Linked DNA regions of Mus musculus: region 1 is linked to region 2. Evidence: chromatin contacts called from public Hi-C data. All regions are on one chromosome and are shown on one strand. Each heading gives the region's core, a stretch centred on a gene start, on an enhancer-like site or on the middle of the called end of the contact. The rest is flanking DNA. Distances are from core to core; before and after follow the strand shown.

Region 1 (3,816 bases), core at 1,279-3,778, 250 kb before region 2:
TTCACAACCAGTGTCTCCACTTCAACCCTTCCCAAGACTTTAGTGACCCCAGAAATCAGACAAAGCTGGCAAACAAACACAGGTGGTCCCTTCCTTGGGTTGAATCTGTCCTTGTCACCACTCTCCTTCTCTAGAGCTTTCAGCTAAATGATGTCACTGTGGCCTCGAAGAGCAGCTTTCTGGAGAGCAGCACTGAAGAGCACCAGGCACTGGCAGTGCAGGCAGGAGCCAAGGAGACTAGCAGCATAGTCACAGGAGCTGGTGTGACCTGGGAAATGCTTTCCCTCCCAGCACCCACTGATTAATGAATGCTAATAAGGATTCTCAGAGGAATCAGCCTCAGCAGGAAAGCTTCTGCAGGCTGCCAGCTTGTTAGCTAGGACCCACCCTCCTGCACAGAAAGGCACATTCCAGCCTCAAATCCCTGCAGCTATCTAGTTGAGGGAAGAGAAAAGTGATGTGTAGAAACCAGACAGCTCAAGAAAGGAGCCTCAAAATGGCTTTGTTAAGAGCATGGTGGGGTTTTTTTTTTTGAACATTATATGTTCTGAAGACAATTTAACAAAGTGCACTTGAAAAAGTACACCACAGTTAGCTTGAAGAGTCAAGGGGCAGCAAGAACAGTCTGTTCTAAGCACAACTCAAATCCAAATCAGCGGGCCTCAAGAATTAACAGCAGCAGCTCCTACAGTGCACTCAGGATTCTAGAACATCACCTAAGGAAGACTCTAAAAGAAAAGCCTCCGGATAGACACATGGAATCCCTCCCTCCCTGTTAGTAGCACTTCCTCAAACAGACTGCAGACAGTCCGATCTATTCATCACTGCATCTGGATGCCCACACACAAGCTGTGACTAAAGGCTCTATATGGAGGGACTCTGTCATATGTCTCAGTCCTCATAAGCAGCCAGTGAGTTGAGGATCTCAGACTCCACGAACAGAGAAATAGTTCAGAAGGGAAATATCACACCCAGCAACACAAGGTAAGTGGGCTATGTGTAACACAGGTGCTTTCTATGAGGTGGGCACACACTCAACACATTTGTGCTGGCAGTTAAAGAATGAATAATTAGCTAATACAGAAGAAAAAGGCCTCCCTGTCCAGTCCATGTCACTTCTTAAGTCTCCCCCAGGCTCTGGGTCTACTAGAAATGCATCCATCCAGGAGGAAAATAATAAACAGTGGCAGCAGCGGCTTCTAAACTGGTGGTCAGTCTGGGACCCTTCAGAGCATCTCAACAGCTACCAGGCCCACCTTGGCCTAAAGTAGGCCTGAAAGGCAGGGCTAAACAGAGGCTCCCTCCACATGGCTTCCTTCACTAGGCTGCAGGAAATGGGTAAGGTGCCATGTCACTAAGAACTACCAGATGACTGGGCTTGAGTTACTAAGGCAACGTTCCAAACACAAAACTGTCAATTTCCGTGAAGACGACCTTGGTGAGAACTAGATTCCCCACATGAGGAAGCTCAGGGCCAGAAAGTAGAAACCCATAAAGGTTAAATAGCCAAGCAGAGCCCGCCTATGAACAGACCTCATGCCTCACTGCTTATTGGAGCTGTCAGGCCAGGTTGCCCTTCCAGAACATACTTTTCTAATAACACTGGAGCCGTGTGAAGAGATACCTCTGCATTTCTCAAAGACACCCTGCAGTGCAGAAGAGATGGGGGCTCTGTTGCCTCTATAGTCTAATCCTCAAGCTCTGCTCCTTGTAGTAGGCTCCTCCACTCTGGAATCCCATAATTAACTCTACATGTTTGGGCATTTCCTCCCTGGTGACCAGTATTTTTGAAAACTAAGGGTTAGAAATAGAGGCCAGAGGATCCCAGGTGAAATGCGGAGAGGCTGGAGTAGTGTGGGCGGTTCCTAGGTTGATACAACAAGAGAGCACAGTTCCAGCCCTGAGTTCAGGTGTCACCACCACACAGCTCACAGGGGCTTCAGTTTCAGCTCTCCGATTCACAAATGTCATGCCAGTAGGAAAGGAAGGCTGACACCCGCTCATCTCCCCCGGCCCTCTTGCCATCAAAGAACATGAAAACAGACACAAATGAATAAATCCTTTAAAAAAGCTGTGAATGACCTACTTAAAACTGGCTGACACTGTCCCAGGGAAACGCCTACTAATGCAGAGCAAATCAGCAATCCAAACTCTGGAAAAGTCCACTGGGACAGTGTCATGGGTCAGTGACAGCGGAGGGGTTAATCCAGCACAGAAATGGGAGGGAAGTTCAAATCAATGACTGGCAAATAATTGTGACCCTTTATCCTCAAATATAAAAGTCACATCTTTGTTGTCCTGACTTTTCAAGTTTGTTTGTTTTAAATCAACCAATTATATGTTTCTTATTTTTTAAAAGAAAAGTTAAGACAGAGCCTCACGCATGCCAAGCTGGCCTTGACCTGGCCATGGAACTGCGGATAACCTTGAATTTCAGATTCTCCATCCTTCACCTCCCCAGAGCTAGAATTACAGTTACGTGTCAGCACACCTGGTTTTACTCAGTGCTGAAAAGCAAACCAGAGCTGTGCGCATGCCCCCGACACCAGCCAGTTATGTACCTTCTTTAAGACACCCAGCCCTAACCTCACCGCAGCCACTCAGGACTGTCTGTGTTTTCCACAGTGTGAGTGAGCTGGGTGCACATGTAAGACACCGAGTGGCAAGAACAGAAAAGAGCCAAGTGCAGCGGCCTGATCACCACTGACAGGACCTGTGTACTTAGAGCTCCAGCAAAGCAGACAACCAGCAAGGAGGGCCGCTGTCTGAAGAGGCAGAGAAGCCACCACCAGCTCCCAATCTGGAACTTGGTCCAACAACTTCCCATGTCACTGCTCAACTTTTATATAGAGCCTAGCTCTGTAAACAAAAAGGAGCCTTATATACTACTTATTCAGGCCACCTGGCCCCCCAAAATAAGACAGAAATTAATGAAATGCCTTGTTTTTTGTTTTTTAAATGAATTATATGCATATACAAAGATATACACTATGTAAAATCTTGAGTTTTTATCTGTTCCTTCAAACTTAAAATTCTTGATTTCTTACACTTTCCTTATTTCAGCTTTAATTTATAATTAGGGGGCAAAAAACCAATGAAGTAAAACATAAACAATCACCAATCAAGTATTTAGAATAAAACCTGCTAACACAGTCCTTTAGTTCTCGCTCACCTCCTTTTGATTTCCGTGGTAAAAAGATAGTGACTGCCCATTTGGAATGTCAAGTCTGCTCCTGAAGTACACTCTTAGGGATAGAGCACGGCTTAGTCAGGATGTGCTCAGCACACACAGGAGGGTTCAAGTCTCATGACAGCTCCTGCCCTCCAAATAAGGAGTAAGCGTGTTGGCAGTAAAGCTGGAAATCTGATCGCTTGCCTGTTCATAGGTTCTGGTTCAGAAGCGCCCATAAGCACAACATTTACATCCTCTTGATGGGCACAACAACCTTAGGGATAAACCAGAATTGCCCAAATGCAGGACCAATATCCACAGCTAAAGCCAGTCTCTCCATGGTCCCACCATCCCTGAACTTTGAACTTGGAGGGAGGGGGATGTTGCACTTGGCTTAAGCACCAGGTACCATGAGACTGTGGGTCTAGGCAGTGACGGCGGTTGGACACAACCCTGTCAAACTCCCTTCCTGCAGCCTTTACTCTTATCTCAGCCTGTGCCTTATCCCTTGCTTATCTCATACCTATGCACACAGCACTTGGATATATTCTCCTTCAGAAAGCTACTTTTTTAACATTCCTTGTGAGGGACCATAAGAACTTAGGATTATTTTTTATGGAAAAAAAAAACCACAAAAATCAAGA
Region 2 (3,742 bases), core at 29-2,528:
TTGGGGAGACTTATACATGCCAGTAAACACTTTCTAAGGCACTATAAGCCACCACAGAACAGTATGAATAATGTACACAAGGAGCTGGAGTCATATGTATATCTAGACACACACATACATACACACACTACATGCATATATATGGATATATCCATACCCAAGGGCATAAGGAGACTGAAAGGTAGTGTGTTAAGGCAATAAACAGTTGAACAGTTGTTATCAAAAAGTCACTAAGATTTGGAGCTGCTTGTTTCAGTATCACAATGTGTCCTACCCTGACTGATACAAAAAAAGAGAAACTTTCTCTACAGTCTGTACATTTGCAATACACACATGCTTATGAGTTACTTCTAAGTTAATTAAAAAAATAATTGACTTCTTAGCAAAATTATCAGTTACTACATGTTAGTGACAATTGGGACTGTTGATAAGTTGAGACTGCAGAGCCTGGGTTCCAGGGCAAAGCTGAAGGGCCTGTCTGAGAGCTGCAGGCCAGCAGACTGTAGTTACAACCTGAAGTACTGTGATACATGAGATGAGCAGTCCAGCCAATAACCAAGAAGCCTGGTGATGAGTTACACACAGAATGTATGTTTGTATGACGATGGTGGGAGATCAGGATAGAAACTTTCCCCACCCTGCCCCAGTGCTGGAGGACTTCCCAATAGGTGGTGGGCCCACAGTGGTTATTTTTGCCCACAAGGTAAGACATGGTTCTCCAGCAAGGAAAATTAAGTCACAATTATTATTGATTCTTGTTTCATGATGCCAGCCCCTTCAGATATATCCTCAACAAAAAAAAATATATATGAGAACCACTGACTCAAGACATATAAGGCTCTCACACTGTGGTGACTCAGGCTCTTGCTCAAATCTGCTCAATGCTTCTGAACAGAGAGAGCCCTTCCTCTCTGTCCAACATTGTAATTACCAGCTGCAAGAAGATGCAACCCTGCCCTCTTATTCTCAGCCTGATAAATCAGGAGACAGGTAGTAACAGCTACCCAGAACCACAGTGGACAGAGACAACAGTAGCAGGGGGGCTGGGGGCATGAGGAGATGGGGATAGGATGGGGTAGGGTGAGTTGGTGGGGGTTCTAAGCATTTCCAGTTCACCCAGCCAAAACAAAACAACCTTCAAGCCAGGTATAGTGATCTCCACTTTTTCAGCTGGTCAAAGGTTGAAAGGAATCAACTGACTTTGTCAGGTCTGCCAGTTCCCCAGGGGGTACAGTTTCCAGCTGTTTGCTCTGGCCCTGGCTGTCACCTCTTACTCAAGGGATTGGGCAAATAATGGCACCAGAGTGAAACAACGACGAGGGGCAGAGAGGCACAGAAAAGGGATGACTAAGCCCTGAGTCAGAACATTAACCTTCAGAACAGGACGCTAAGACCCAGCTTCTTGCTTACGTTAAGGACATAGAGGACATGGCAGAGCTGCCTTTCGGCTGTGGCCTGGAGATCTGACTTAGGTTAGCTATGCTTGACAATCCCTCCAGTCCTTCCCACATCCTCTCCCTCCTGGAAATGGGAACAAAGGTCTGATTTGCTGGAGGCTGGGGAAAGGGAGAGGAAAACTACACACGAGGTCTGCAGTTAAGCCAAGAATCCCAAAGTTAGGCTCTGGCAACACCTAGGGCCCTCCGGGGCCTACCTCACCCAATCAATCCCTCCTGTAGCTGAGACAGGGGACTGGTCACACCATCTACTATCAGCTTATTAGCATTTTCCCTGATTAAGCACTCAGAAAACAGAAAAGAACCTAGGGATCTAATTTAGGTCGGTTCTCTGTTACTGAAGAGCCCAATCTGAACACAACAGTGAGAAGGCTAGGCTGATTCCATGACAGGCTTCAAATTAGCATTGAAGGAGACTAGGCCTAAATCTCTTTCTTCAAGAACTGGGCAATCCCAGGCGAGTTCAGGCCTCAGAAGCAGCCCTGCCACCTGGCCTGAGGCAAGGACAATGATGGGTCAGCAGCAGTTTCCAGACTTGTCAGCTACTTCCTCAGTAACAGTTTCCAGACTTCCCCAGCAAGTTTCCAGCCCCCACACCCTGATAATGGAATGTCCTTAGAGATGGACCCAACAGATTAACATAGAGGTCACCTACTCCAGAATTCCCTAGTGTACTTTAAATCAGGCCTGCAAGCTCACTTGGGGTGTCTCTCTATCTTGGTAATTGGGGGGGGGACCCCAGCATGCTGGACTTCTGTAAAATAAAACAGTTTTTGGGTTTACATACTATTTGAGTCCGTTCTTTGTCTAATCCTGGTCCCTTACAGCAGTACATCCAGGGCTCTATTCACTTGGGGCAAGAGGTGAGTGGAAGAGTTTTTACTAGAAGGTTCTGGAAGGTGTTAGCAAGGAGCCTTTGGGGTGGGCTTTCCTAGGCTCTGCTTCAGCCTGGGCCTTTGAGCTAATGACCAGCAAGATGCTGGGGACACTCAGAATAAAACCAAGGGCTTCTTATCAGAGAAGGGCGATTCTGGGATGCTAGTGTTTACCTCCACGCTCCTGTATGAAAGGAAGTTGGGTATAAATGAATTCTTGGTTTCTTTCAACAAGTGGCCCAACGATGCTAAACTAGCGAATAAGGAGAGAGACTGTGGTGGTGAGGAGCAGGGAGGTGGCTCAGTGAGCGTTTGCTGTGTAAGCATGAAAACCTGAGTTCAAATCCTCAGTGTCCATTTAAAAGCCATGTGGCTGAGTATGCACACTCCTGTAATGCCAGCACCATGGAGGCAGAGACAGGAGGATTGCTCCAGGTTCAATGAGAGAATCTGTCCCAAAGGGACCAAAAGTAATAAAGCAGGATGCCCGGCTTCCCTCTCTGGCCCCTACACATATACTACTAATCCCCCTATACATACACACATGTACATAGCATACAAATATTACTAAGCCCCATACATATACACATGCATACTGCACACATTACATAATATACTGCTGACCCCCTATACATACACATGTGTATACACCATACACATATATTACTAATGCTACAATACATATACACATGCACATACCATACACATATATATTACACTACACATGAATATACTACACATATACTACACATACACACACATGCACACACATATACTACTAACCCCCATACATACACATGTGCATACACCACACACATATATTACTAACCCCCCATACATACACACGTTCACACACCACACACATACACACATAAATACACTACACATACACAGATGTATATACCACACACATATCCTACTAAACCACACACACGATATACCCAGAACATACGGTTTCCCCATGGAATGCAGAAAGCCACATAGACATTCTGATGATGTGGCAGAGAAGACAGAATTATCACCAGAATTATGACTCCCTAAAAAATAGTGTTTGGTTTATATTAACATCAACATTATTTTTATAATGTCATTTCAGGCTTTAGAGTTTTAAATGATCACATGCCAAAAAAGGACTGCTCAACTTTCCAGTTACAGTCCACTGCCCTTCCTAGGGGACATCTTGTGCTCTTATGAAGATGCCAGTCAAGGTTGAAGACAGTGGAGTGTAATCTGCATTTTCATTTATTAAAATGTGTAACCTGGGGGAGCAGATCCTGTCATCCAGCCCCCCACCCCCACCCCACCCAGAGATAATTGACCCCAGGCTCACAGGTGAGCCCCCTCCCCTGCCCCAATACCTGGGCTAACTAAGACCTTTCCCCCAGAAAACCAAATAACCCAATTTAAAAA

Evidence for each region. Hi-C and Micro-C count contacts between places; a contact is called where the count stands out from the background.
Region 1: a Hi-C map of liver shows a contact between it and region 2, with 4 times the contacts expected there. The contact joins two enhancer-like sites. A contact is called at or near these places in 3 of 484 Hi-C or Micro-C datasets (cerebral cortex and liver), 1 of 115 datasets of contacts at active chromatin or transcription factors (embryonic stem cells) and 3 of 9 other capture datasets (adipose tissue, embryonic stem cells and liver).

Annotation. Positions count from the first base shown.
Region 1 is chr12:82,331,758-82,335,573 of GRCm38.p6, reverse strand. All of the region lies in intron 1 of Sipa1l1 (signal-induced proliferation-associated 1 like 1), which reads right to left. Among named protein-coding and RNA genes, the nearest start is that of Sipa1l1, 22 kb to the right of the region's middle. Within about 2 kb of position 2,528, at least 35 of the 459 cell types and tissues checked have an H3K27ac peak or open chromatin away from gene starts, as enhancers often do. A contact at or near this core is called in liver, where this site is marked.
Region 2 is chr12:82,083,782-82,087,523 of GRCm38.p6, reverse strand. The region is part of intron 3 of Gm30799 (a long non-coding RNA gene); the gene reads right to left. Among named protein-coding and RNA genes, the nearest start is that of Gm30799, 16 kb to the right of the region's middle. Within about 2 kb of position 1,278, at least 75 of the 459 cell types and tissues checked have an H3K27ac peak or open chromatin away from gene starts, as enhancers often do. A contact at or near this core is called in liver, where this site is marked.